4 separate regions of the Mus musculus genome follow, and regions 1, 3 and 4 are each linked to region 2. The links are chromatin contacts, called in public HiChIP or PLAC-seq and promoter capture Hi-C maps. All regions are on one chromosome and are shown on one strand. Each heading gives the region's core, a stretch centred on a gene start, on an enhancer-like site or on the middle of the called end of the contact. The rest is flanking DNA. Distances are from core to core; before and after follow the strand shown. Region 1 has its middle 27 kb from the start of Gm35248. Region 2 has its middle 18 kb from the start of Gm45924. Region 3 overlaps Dcaf13 (DDB1 and CUL4 associated factor 13). Region 4 has its middle 13 kb from the start of Cthrc1.

Evidence for each region. HiChIP or PLAC-seq counts read pairs in DNA pulled down with a chosen protein or histone mark. Capture Hi-C pulls out chosen DNA fragments and counts their contacts.
Region 1: a FOXA1 HiChIP or PLAC-seq map of pancreatic cancer cells shows a contact between it and region 2. The contact joins two enhancer-like sites. A contact is called at or near these places in 1 of 15 datasets of contacts at CTCF or cohesin (large pre-B cells) and 2 of 115 datasets of contacts at active chromatin or transcription factors (bone marrow-derived macrophages and pancreatic cancer cells).
Region 3: a promoter capture Hi-C map of liver shows a contact between it and region 2. The contact joins two enhancer-like sites. A contact is called at or near these places in 1 of 15 datasets of contacts at CTCF or cohesin (the NIH/3T3 cell line), 4 of 115 datasets of contacts at active chromatin or transcription factors (the NIH/3T3 cell line, bone marrow-derived macrophages, embryonic basal ganglia and 1 more) and 2 of 9 other capture datasets (embryonic stem cells and liver).
Region 4: an H3K4me3 HiChIP or PLAC-seq map of embryonic stem cells shows a contact between it and region 2, with 16 read pairs. The contact joins two enhancer-like sites. A contact is called at or near these places in 4 of 39 promoter capture datasets (the HPC-7 cell line, frontonasal cranial neural crest, hippocampal neurons and 1 more), 2 of 15 datasets of contacts at CTCF or cohesin (the NIH/3T3 cell line and pro-B cells), 52 of 484 Hi-C or Micro-C datasets (the 4T1 cell line, the AML12 cell line, B cells and 38 more), 12 of 115 datasets of contacts at active chromatin or transcription factors (bone marrow-derived dendritic cells, bone marrow-derived macrophages, craniofacial prominence and 6 more) and 4 of 9 other capture datasets (adipose tissue, embryonic stem cells, liver and 1 more).

The regions. Positions count from the first base shown.
Region 1 is chr15:38,270,373-38,273,437 of GRCm38.p6, reverse strand. No RefSeq gene overlaps it. Among named protein-coding and RNA genes, the nearest start is that of Gm35248, 27 kb to the left of the region's middle. Within about 2 kb of position 1,442, at least 16 of the 459 cell types and tissues checked have an H3K27ac peak or open chromatin away from gene starts, as enhancers often do. A contact at or near this core is called in pancreatic cancer cells, where this site is marked.
Region 2 is chr15:38,709,007-38,712,164 of GRCm38.p6, reverse strand. No RefSeq gene overlaps it. Among named protein-coding and RNA genes, the nearest start is that of Gm45924, 18 kb to the left of the region's middle. Within about 2 kb of position 1,749, at least 264 of the 459 cell types and tissues checked have an H3K27ac peak or open chromatin away from gene starts, as enhancers often do. A contact at or near this core is called in bone marrow-derived macrophages, embryonic stem cells, liver and 2 more, where this site is marked.
Region 3 is chr15:39,145,522-39,148,431 of GRCm38.p6, reverse strand. Dcaf13 (DDB1 and CUL4 associated factor 13) reads right to left here. Exons shown (of 11, transcript NM_198606.2): 11 at 1,576-1,759. The coding sequence ends at 1,672. Among named protein-coding and RNA genes, the nearest start is that of Dcaf13, 34 kb to the right of the region's middle. Within about 2 kb of position 1,436, at least 7 of the 459 cell types and tissues checked have an H3K27ac peak or open chromatin away from gene starts, as enhancers often do. A contact at or near this core is called in liver, where this site is marked.
Region 4 is chr15:39,088,875-39,091,843 of GRCm38.p6, reverse strand. It overlaps a transcript of Slc25a32 not described here. Among named protein-coding and RNA genes, the nearest start is that of Cthrc1, 13 kb to the right of the region's middle. Within about 2 kb of position 1,648, at least 30 of the 459 cell types and tissues checked have an H3K27ac peak or open chromatin away from gene starts, as enhancers often do. A contact at or near this core is called in bone marrow-derived macrophages, embryonic stem cells and stem cell-derived germline stem cell-like cells, where this site is marked.

The sequences.
Region 1 (3,065 bases), core at 193-2,692, 440 kb after region 2:
TTATTCAACACGTTTTAAGAACAATAACTGAGCAGATATTCCTAACCCTCTACGCTCTCTAGCTACTTGCCAGCCTCTCGCTCTGAGTAACTTGTGTTTAGTCTCTCCTTGGCTCACTCCGCTGTAGCTGTCTGTGCTCATGGAGAACTCCCTTGATGGCTCCTTCTCATGCCTGACCTCACGGCCAATCTTCTTCCCTTTTTTTCCATCTCATGGTCCTGCTTTTTGACCTCCACCTGCCTCATGGCCAAATCCTTCTCCTGGCTCCTCTCCCTCACCGGGATCAGAAGTTCAGCCTTTCTATCTCCTCTGCCCCGTCACTGGCTGTTCAGCCTTCTTATTAATCAATCAGTGATAATTGGGGAACTTTCTTTACATCACACTGATACAGGGGAGTCTTCAATATCCATTACAGCGCCTGTGTCTAGACTGTAACTAGATGTCCTGCCCCGGAATCAGCATCTGGATACACAGAGCATAAGACCAACCCACAACATACCACCAGGCTCGGATCAGAGGCACTGTTATTTTAAGAGCTTTACCATGTAAGGTCGGCCAAAGGTGCAACTCGGCAGCTTCCATGATACAGACACTGCCTGTATGCTTAGTTTGGGTGGCAATAAATACTCAAGTCTTGCTGGGCTTAAGCTCTAATGTCATCTCATAGTGTAAGTACCCAGAATCTCTTAGTGTTTTTGTCATTCAATAAGAATTTACTTATGTCATCTATACATAATATAATCTCTACATAAGCATACACAAACACACACACACACTTTGGTCCTTCATGTTTTTTCTAAGACATTGTTCATATAAGTTGTCAGCTTATAGGCCATGGCACTAGAATTCCCCCAGGGACCTAGCAACTGCTTACATCATCACCTGCCACCATACCTCCAGGTACAGGTGATGCACCAAGTGGTTTATAAAAAGCACTGCTTGCTACCCCTGCTCTTTGTCCCTCTGTCTTTCTGACTCTCTCTTTTTCTTTCTCTGTCTCTTTGTTCCCATCTGTTCCTAGTTGTTCTCTCTCTCTCTCTCTCTCTCTCTCTCTCTCTCTCTCTCTCTCTCTCTCTCTCTCTCTCTCTCTCTCTCCGTGTGTGTGTGTGTGTGTGTGTGTGTGTGTGTGTCCTCCTCTGTCCCCTCTTCTCTGCCCTCCTGGCTCTGCTCCTGTCTGTCTGCCTCTGCTCCTGTCTGTCTGCCTCTGCCCCTTCTTCAGGTCCTCATGCCCTTCCCTCCCCCAGAGAAACTTCCTTATACCAGGTTTGTCTTCACATCCTTTGCTTTGGGGTTTTGTTTTGCTGTTGGGAATCGAGCCACCACTCCACCTATCTGTATTTGTTTAATGAGTGTCAAGTAGTAAAAAGACTAGAGCGTGGCAGTATCCAGGTGCAGTGTCCCAGCTCTCTAACACCCAGCCTGTCACATGATGCTTTCTTGGAAGCTTTTGAGCATCCCAAATGGTCAAGGAGTCTCAGTGGTAGGAAGTCTCTCAAACGCAGTATGAGCAATGTTTAACTTTCCAGTCTCCAAATGAGCAGATAGCTGAAGGGTGTGTTCAGCTGTTGACTTGTGTGTCTGGGGAAACAGCCTGGGGCAGAGAACTTCAGTTGTGAATCTTGTCCTCCAACAGTCCCAGAAGGCCCTTCAGCACTGTGCCAGTCCTAGGGTATCCATTAGACTGCTCTTCTCTTCCTTTTGATAAGAACTTTCACTAGGGCAGTGTGGTTCTCAACCTGTGGGTTGTGACGCCTTTGAGAGGTGAATGGTCTCTTCATGGGGTCACCTAAGACTATCAGAAAACACAGATATTTACATTATGATTCATATAACAGTAGCAAATTACAGTTATAAAGTAGCAATGAAAATCACTTTATGGTTGAAGGTCATGGCACCATGAAGAACTGTATTAAAGTGTCTCAGCTCGAGGAAGGCTAAGAACCACAGCTCTAGGGCAAGACAAACACCACACCCCCGTACCCCACCACACCTTCTCAGATAACTCACATCAAGTCCCCAAGGACCTCACAGCTGTCTCTTGGCCTGTACTAGGACTGGCTTCACACAGCACAGCAGTGCGTGTCACAGATGGTGAGAAATCAGTTGTGTACAAAAGCCAGAGTTTGGGATCTGGGTGTGAGCATCTCACAGATTGTAGAACTGCAGAGAGCTGGGGCAGCTCAGTGACAGACCACATGCTCAGAATGCCTGCGGTACTGTGTTCAGTTCCGAGCTCGGACAGTAACTGTGCCCACTGAGCCATGTCCCTAGCCCAAATCATTCATTCCTGAGGTCAAAAGCATTCTCTTCCCAGATCTGAGAGATGAACCTAAAGCTTCCTGCTTACTGGACAGACATCTCACCACTGAGCTAAATTTCCCCAGCCCAGGCCAAACAATTTCTGCCATGTCTTTCTCTTGGAAACATACCAGCAGGATGCTTACAAGTTTGGGAGTGTGCTCTCTGCCCACTAGCTCTTCCCTTGGTAAGGTTAGTTAACGTTTGGTAGACCAATATCACATGGTTGTTCAATGTAAATTGAGGGCTTCACCACAAGTGTCAATGAGACACATTTAACACCATTCTTCATGAGTGAGCCACTTGGCATCTCATTCACAACTTCCAATGTGTGAGGTATGTATGAAACACAGAAGCAGACAGTGTGGCTAGTGCCCACCATTTCTCCTCGTCAGTGGTTAAGGGTTCCGTACCCAACAGGGGGCAATTGGTACCTTCAAGGGCCCCAGTCACTGCTACGGATCTATGATGTGGCTAACCTCCCTGCAGGAGGGGCCCTTCCTTCCCTTTCAGGTCCCCACCTCCCAGGAGTAAGGAGAGTGAACTATTCACACCAGTCTCCTGTTGTCCACAGTGGTACAACATTCACAGACAGTGGACCAGGCATCTGTGCTGTGTGAGAGGCAAATCTGCAGCATTTCTTCCTGTCTGCTCCAGGAGGGAACATGGAACCTGGCCTGGGCCTCCAGACACAGATGGACAGTAGTAGGCCCCGTTGAGATGCCCCAACGAGATAGTTTAGTATGTAGCAGGAAAACCTTTTTATC
Region 2 (3,158 bases), core at 500-2,999:
TTCCAGTTCTGCTACCAAGAACAGACTGTTGTAAACATGATATGAAAGTCTTTCTGTGGGCGCATATACACAATCTCCTGGCTTATATACTCAGGAGTGGAGCAGATCAAAATTTTAATAATATATCAAATGTGAAGCACTGTGGTGCATGCCTTTAGTTCCAGTACTCACAAGGCAGAGGCAGGAAGGAGAATTGCTCTAAGTTTTAGGCCGGCCTGTTCTACCTAGGAGTCCTGGCCAGTGACATGGTCTAGAGAAAGAAAAAAAAAAAAAAAGAAGGTAGGCATGATGGCACATAGCTATAAAACAGAAGAGGAGGTGGGAAGAACTGGAGAGCAAGACCAACCTGGGCTGCTGATTGAGCTTAAGACCATCCTGAAAGACAGGCAGGCAGGCAGACAGACAGACAGACAGACAGACAGACAGACAGACAGATTTTTTTCATATTAACTAAAAGAATGTAGGCCAGGATAGATGGCTCAGCAGTTAAGAGCATAGGCTGCTCTTGTAGGGTTTGATTCCCAGTACCCATATCAGGCCACTCATAATTGTCTATAACTGCAGCTCTGAGGGTCCCACACTTTTTTCAGGCCTCTGCCAGTTTAAGAGACATTTCCAAGAGCTGACAAAATGGTAATAGGGTCTCCAAGGATTTATGTACATTTCTAAGAAGGAAAAATTTACAGTTTTGAGTTTTCTAACATAAATGTTCAAAGAAACAGAAAGAAAAGGAGAAGGGAGAGAGGGCGTTTTTCTTCCTGGTGTGGAACTTGAGGCGCCTGTGTGTGTTGCTGCTGTAGATATTCACCACCACACACAACTCTTGTTTTCAGCAAGATCCGAACCTTATTTTTAATTCCAGACTTCAATGGTTTGTTGGGTGGCGGCCGTGGGGCTAGAATCCAGAGCATCAAGCACAATGAGCCTTGCCCCAGCCCACTCCAAATGCTTCTCAATACAGTGCCCATTAAAGAAAACCTCCAGGTTCCAGCTCTCCAGTAGGAGCCCCAGACTTCGGCATAGATGAGGGGTGAAGCGGAAGCCTCCAACCATTGCAGCCATTGGCTCCTGCGGTGCACTCTGGCCACACTTGGCATCTCTATTCCAACACAGCCCTAAGACAAACTCATGTTTATTCATGAGAAGGCGGCTCCTAGGAAGCTACCCTTCCCTTCCTCCCACTGCTAACTGTTGCTAAGGTCACTACAATCCTTCACAAGCCCCAGAGAAGTCCTTAATTGACCCCTTACCTCTGAAGGCACCCGAGGTCAGGAAGGACACAAGACTGCCTTGGTGACAGGCACTGTTTCAGTCACTCATTAGCTCCAAACATCGGCCATGACCCACACTTCTTAGCTAAGCTGATTTTCCTGTTGTTCTGTCTGAAAAGACATCTGTAAATGGCTCTATTTAAGCATTGCAGTTTCTTTCTCTCAAAAATGCTACCAAGCTCCACATGTTTTTAACTGCAATTGGGTGGCTTCCCTTTCTAATTAACTCAAGTGGCCTCTTCCTGATAATGGTGGCTATAATTATGCAGCACTTAACTCCTGGAGGACTGTTTTACAATTGGAGGACAGACGGACAAGGTGACCTTTTCCACCCTTGTTTTTCTGTGCTTGCTTCTGAGGAAGAGGAAGGCATTACTCTCCACATGCAAAATGGTTTGCACGGTTCAGAGGGACAGCCTGTGAGGCGCCCGCCCGCCCCTGTTCCCTTTATTCTCTTCCTGCGGTGCTCAGTAGCTGAGTCAGTGGGGTCAGGGCTATTGCGCACGTCTTTGGTGATGTGAGACACTGTGGGAGGAGGGACATGGTGATACTGTCATTATTGAAAATCACTTCCACCCACCAGCTGAGTCACTGGGACGTCACTACTTAGGATTCTGCATCAGTCTCAAAAATATCCCTCTGCAGAGCTTTCCTCTCTGCGGGGCCTGCCTGCTGCTCCGCTCTGAGGAAAATGCTGGTCTCCACAGAAAGCCCTGCGTCTGCACTGCCACGCCCATACGGTGCTGCCCTGCCCACCAGTGCAACACCAGACCTGTCCTATATGAGTTCTGACGGAGGCCAAGCAAATAACCTGAACTTTGCACGAAGATTCGAGGAGGCTGAAGAAGACCTCATTCATCTAAGAAAAGAAGCCAGGCGTAGAATCTAAGTTCCCTCCCTCTCAGCCTTGCTCTGAACTATAACAGAGGGGTAAAGACCTGGAGTCTGAAATAAGGATCTCTCCCCGAAATCCCATCAGTGGTAACATAGCACTCTGCTGAAATGACTGGGTTGCCTTCACTCAACCGCAGACTTCAGAACAAACTAGAGTGCCCCGCCCCCAGACCTTTTTTCTTGTTTTCAGATCACGAGTAATAATCACTCCCAGCTCCTCCAAGTTCAGACCGAGAGCTTTCCTACAAACGCTTGGCTGCTTTCCAGACCACCACTGAGAGTCCAGAAGGAAAAGTAATTTGCCACATGGTGAGGTGGTAGGGACGGGTGGTTAAGGTCTCAACTTTGGAGCCAGACAGACTGGAGGAAGACTGATAGGCGCGCCATTGGGCGTGGGGGGAGATAGGGCATGGGGAAGAGCTGACTAGGTTCTCAGTTTCCAGCCACCATTATCACCACGGGGCTGTTCTGAGGATTAAATGAGATGATGACCAAAGCACTCAGTGTAGGGTGACATTTACCAAACCCTCTGCAAAGGTCACAGCTGCTACTGTGAATTTAGGATAATTACCCCCCAGTCTCGTGCCTGGCAGTGGCTGACCCTGGTCAGATACTGTGAATGCTGGGTCTGGTCTCACTTTTGAAGACTTTTCTGTAATGGCTTTTGTGCAGGAGAGTCCTGGGTCTGAAGCCACTGAGTTACACTCTCAGGCCTAGGCAGGTTTTTTTTTTTTTCCCCTCCAAAAATAAATTATTTAAGTTTTAATAATTATTTAAATATATGTTAAATTTAAAATATGGTATTCTATTTTTGAGCAGTTTTTAGAATCATGTTGGCATAGCAAATCTTTACTGGAAAAAAAAAATTTTTTTTCTTTTATCGTATGAGTGAATAGAGCCCCCTACTGTTTGGATAGTCTGACCTGTCTGGGTTTTGATTTTTAGTTTGTTGTTGTGGAGTTTGCGCTTGATTCATTCAATTTGCAAACTCTT
Region 3 (2,910 bases), core at 187-2,686, 440 kb before region 2:
GCTGCCTTGTCTGGCCTCAGTGGGAGAAGATGTGCTCAGTCCTGCAGTGTCTTGATGTGCCAGGGTGGGCTGGTATGGGGGTGGGTGGTCCCCCTTCTCTGAGAAAGGGAGGGATTGTGTGAGGGGTGGACTGGGAGAGGGGGCTGCAATCGAAATGTAAAGTGAATAGAAAAAACAAGCAAACAAAACAAAACAAAACAAAAAAACAAAACCAAGCCACTGCTGGCCTCTGAAGGGCTTGCTTCTTCCTTCCCCAGCAGGTAGGCCTTTCTTTTCTGCTGCTGTATTGTCTTACTAAGATATCATAATGCTCTGCAATTACTTATTTTCTTTGAGATTGACCCCTTCAATGTAGACTGTGTACAGACTATATGAACTGTAGTAAGAACTCCCTTTGGAGATTCTTATCAGAATTTGATGTAAATTAATTTCAAGTAAGTGCATGTAAGACATACTGTTTAGAAACCAGCAGGTCAACAGATATTATTGTTACAATTATTAATAAAGCCTTGTACAGGACTTTTTCTTGAGAATCTCTGTAGGTGGTAGGTATGCTATTCAAACAGAGAATGCAAGAGATGACCCTGAGGCTTGAAGCAAAAGAACAAGTTCATTCCAGACACTGCCATAAGTGCTCATGAAGAAAACCAAGCATAAAGCTGCTACTGCCCTTGGCTTAAAAATTATAGACAAGACAGACACACACACACAGGGGTGGGGGACACAAGGGCATGTACACATGTGTGAGCACCTGCTTGCTAGGACTCAACACAGGTTGAGGAAATCAGAAAATATCTATTCAATAAACAAGTTATCTATCCACTCACAATCCCTAGACACTGGCAAAGACACTCACCATGCTTCAAGGTCCCTGCCATCAAATACTTTAGTACTTTAACTCTGAATTAACTACTCAAGCTACTCGCCAAAGGCATCCTGATTACCTTATTGTTTATACCCGTGACAGAACATTACCCAGTCTGTTTCCATCAAAGAGAAGGGTCACACTGACTACATGGTGAGACTTAATAAGAAGGCATTTGATATCCACAGGCAATTCTGTCTTTTCTACTTCCGCTCTTCTCTCTTTTCAGCAACTTCTCATTATCACCATCCTTACTCCCTTCAAGATCTACTCTGACAATGTCACTTGAGAAACTCTATGTGTACATTTTTTACAAGAGGCCATGAACGCCAAAAGTGACATTTCAAAAATGGTCAGAATCATGCTGTGTGTAGATTAGCCTAGGCTTGAATTACAGGAAATCGCTCGTGTCTCTGACTAGTCAGGCTCTGTGATGTGAGGGACACTGAAAATATCACTATGGAAACCAGGTTGTAGCAGGAGGTAGGGCCAGTGACTCAGCAGGTGCCACTTCTCTACATAGCAGTAGCATCGAATGCTCTGACAAGACACCAGGCAAACATACCAAGGTTTCAGTTGTTACATAACAAACGAACTGACAGGTGATTCTGCTACTGCACAGCTGGCTCTTAGATCAGTGCAAGTAGTAAGAAAAACAGAGAACGCCAAGTCAAGCAGGGCAAAAGAAAGAAAAACACACAACTGCAGTGTTTACTATTAAACCAGACTCAGGACTTTTATTTACAGAGTTCCCAAATCAAAAGTAGCAAATAATTATATATCAAACTTGGTAGGAAGACAAAACATTATTTCACAACCGCCACTACGTGTTTCTTCCTCTCTGACACAATCGGCACAGATCCAGGCTTGCTATGTTTACGACGATTCATTTCCCTAGAAATAAACAAAATATATAAAATATGAGCAAGTACATAAGAAATTACCTCAGCCAAAAGAAATTAAATCATAAAGCATTTTCTTTCACTAGAACTAAACTTAAAAAAGAATTTTCCAATGAGAATAAAGTAAAAAGTTACATTCAACTTTTGTTATTTAATTGCTTCATATTAATGATCAATGTCTAAGGCTGTACCACCCTGAATGCACCTGATCTTGTCTGACCTTAGAAGCTAAGCAGGTCAAGACTGGCTTATAGGAATACACCTTAGTGCTGCATGCTTTTGAGCCAGGTGTGGTGATACAGGACTTTAATCCCAGGACTCAGGACTCAGAGACAGGATAATCTCTGAGTCAGAGGCCAGTCTGGTCCATACTACCGCCCTGGAGACTGTCTCAAGAAAAACCAAAAACCAACCAACTAAACAAACAAACAAACAAACAAACACCTAAAACCCAGCATCCCTTACTAAGTTTAAAAATACCACAGTTTATTAAGAGACATAAATATGATTAAATCCCAACATGTACCCAAAGAGCATAACAACAGTAACTCATAACAAAACCCAAAAGCTCTAAAAACTTCAACACTGCATTAATCATGGGCTCCCGAGAAGGCGTTCTACAGGAGAAAGGGTGGGGGCTGGGGAAGTTCTGCTTCGTAGCTCTCAGAGGATGAAGAAGAAGAACCACTGGAGCCCAGGAATTCAAAACTAGCTTAGGAATCACAGTGAGTCCCTTACCTCAAGAAACAAGACATTAGATCTCAAATAAAATTAAAGTTTTTAAAAGAAATGATTGTTAAATATGAGTTTTAAAAATTCGTTGCAGTCCAGACTGGCTTTGAACTCGTGGTCCAGAGTACTGGGATTATAGGTAGGTGCTACTATGCCTAGTTTCTTTGAATTCATTTAGAAAATACAGTATGTCATAATAATAGCTATATTACAACTGATTTGCTTTCCCCCCTCCCCCCCCAAGAGCTGAGGACCGAACCCAGCTAGCACTGAGCTAAATCCCCAACCCCTTGTTTTTGTTTTTCGAGACAGGGTTTCTCTGTGTATCTCTGGCTGTCCTGGAGCTCGATCTGCTGACCAGGCTGGCCTCAAACTCAGAAATCTGCCTGCCTCTTCCTGCCAAGTGCTGGG
Region 4 (2,969 bases), core at 399-2,898, 380 kb before region 2:
TCCACTCAGCCTTGCGAGTTAGGGGCACCAGCCTCACCTGCTCTGAAGCTGGGTCCTGATGGGCAGCACCAATCTGGATATACAGCTTTGTTTATAGTCACAAATGGCATGAAACCAACACAGATAAGCCATCCAGAGTAGCTGAAAATATTTTTTTTCTTAGTATCCTGGCATAGATTCTCTCCTTGCTTCACTCATGAAGATTCATGTAACTCAGTCCACATGAAAGCCGATTTAGACTCCTAATTGGACAATGTAAGTGTCCAAAATGGAGTCAGCCTCAAGAATGTAACAAATTAGCCGGATGTGGTAGCGCACACCTTTAATCCTAGCACTTGGGAGGCAGAGGCAAGCGGATCTCTGAGTTTGAGGCCAGCCTGGTCTACAGAGTGATTTCCAGGACAGCCAGGGCTAAAAGAGAAATCCTGTCTTGAAAAACCAACAAAACAAAACAAAGAATGTAACAAATTAATGTAATAAATGTAAATAATATGTAAAATGTAATAAAACCATGTTCTAAGTCACATATGGGATTCTGGGTCAGCTCTTACCCTTGGCAACATGTACCTGTGGAGTTTTTATTTAAGTGAAAAATAAATTTATTTTAAAAATAAGTCTCAATTTGGCCTTTCATTTACTTACTGTAGCTAAAACTTTCTAGGTAATACAGACTCCAGTGCTGATGCTAAATTCTGTCTTTCTTCAACCAACTGTCATGGTGGGCCTATGCTTCTCTGAATATTGTTATAACTTGTATGAAGAGTATCTACTTGGGAACCTTAGTGTGATAACATAATTTCTTCAACATCCCTCTAGTAGCTGAGGGAAAGAGTTGGTCCCACCATAGTATGTTTGTCCTCATTCTTAAGATGGTGCAGAGTGGCAAGCACAGGCAAGAGACACAAATGTTTTCACAGTCAAAGAGATCCATCCACATCCTTGAACAACCTCTGCTTGTTTTCTTTCCCCATCCAGTCATTAGCGCTGTCTTTAAGACAGTGGTAGCGATCTATACTTGTGACCGCTGTTCACTCCAGGTAGTGAGTATTACTGCTTCAAGTTGCAGCCTATAAGAGAACTTTCCCTTCACTCATCCTTTGGGACTATGGTGCTACAGCCTTGGATTCAATCAGCATATCTTTTGTGGGCCAATATGCTAGGTTCATTTTTAAATTTTCCAATCAACTGTTCAGCTGTGCCCTCCCCCCAACCTTGAGCAGGCTGGCTCAGACCTTGTTTGCTACAGTTGCTAGCTCACCTATGGTGGAGTCTTCCAACCTAGGTAAAGTCTATTGTCTGCCACACCTGCAGCTTCCTGCAAAAAGCTACCTGCTGAGCAGCTGAGCTTGTTTTCCTGACTGATCCTGACAAAGACCAGGACCACGTGGGGGATGGGTTCCCCCCTCCTTTATAAGCTCAGACTCATAAGTAAACATTAGGCCTTGATCAGAGAACTTTGTCTTGGCTCCCATCTTTCCTTTCAGGAACCCAGTAACCTGTGGTCACTGGTGGCTACATTCAGCAACACAACATGAGTTTGTCTTGAAGCAATTTGAGCTCAGGAATCTTGTTTGTAACTCTGGACTTCCATGCTGTGTTTCTTAAATCTTTCACAATCTCCTTCCTACACACAGCCTAAGAGACACTGAGGTCATGGTGACAGATTCAGGCCACATGGATCACATGATGTTTCTACCAGAGCTCACTACAGTAAGCCAGAAGCTATCTTTAAAAAACAAACAAACCAGCCATCTTCAGTAAAAAGCATAGTTTTCTTTCAAATACAACAAGTCCAGTCTCTCAATGGCCTCTACAGCCCCATGCTTCATCTGGCCATATATGGAAGAAGACAGGGAGGAAAACAAAAACAAAAACAAACAAACAAACAAAAAACACTAGCAAGACCAAAGCCTCTTATCAGAAAAAAAAACAAGCGCTTCCTAGAAGTTTCCAGGAAAGAATGCATGCCTCGACTGCTGCTTTTTGGATGAGCAAACCTGGTACTTGCTAAAATTGTCACTGAATATATTTCTGTTTGCTATAGTTATTGGGTCTGCTGAATCAAAAGTACCATATGATAATGTTATTTCTGCTGCTGCCTGAATTTGCTTCAGAGCCTTTGGGGCTGGTTCTCCTTCAAAACTAATAGCCATAGAGGTAACTATACATGGGTTAAAGAATCACATTCAGATGTTATAAACTGCCCCTAAAACTCAAGAATGGCTAGAAGTGGTGTGTTGTTATTGGGGTTTATTTTTTTTTTTAGAGTTGTTTATTTGGGGGGTTGTTTTTTGTTTGTTTGTTTGTTGAGACAGGGTTTTTCTGTGTAGCCTTGACTGTCCTAGAACTCAATTGGTAGATCATGCTGGCCTTGAGCTCACAGAGATCTGCCTGCCTCTGCCTCTGTCTCTTTAGTGCTGGGATTAAAGGCTTAAGTTACTATGCCCAGCCTGTCTGTGATGTTGTTGATTTTTTTTAATGATTGCAAAAATGTCTTTCCAACAACCTGTCTTTCCCTCTTAAAGAATACATACCAACATACTTCAAGTTATAACCTCTCAGAAATTTTAGTCAAGTTGTGGGCCCCTGAATTTTTGTGGATATTAGTTCTCTCTTTCACTCTAGTTCACAAAAATCTGTAATATATATATATGCTCTGCCATCGTCTGTTGGGTGTTGGCATTTGTTTGTTCCTAGGAGCTCTATACAGATGAGGGGATGAGTGACTAGGCTGAGGAAGGCGTTCCAAATCAATTATCCCGGAGTGGAAGGACAAGGAATAAGGAGACCCAGGTATTTAGTGTTGCTGCTGAGTTTCTGATCATGGTTTATTTCAGGATACCAATGTGATATTTGTGAATGTGAAGCAGTGGGAGGAGAGATGCCAGCTGCTGTACCACATTACTGGTTGTTATAAAACTTAAACTGTAGGGCTGGAAAGATGGCTCAGTGGTTAAGAGCGCTGGTTG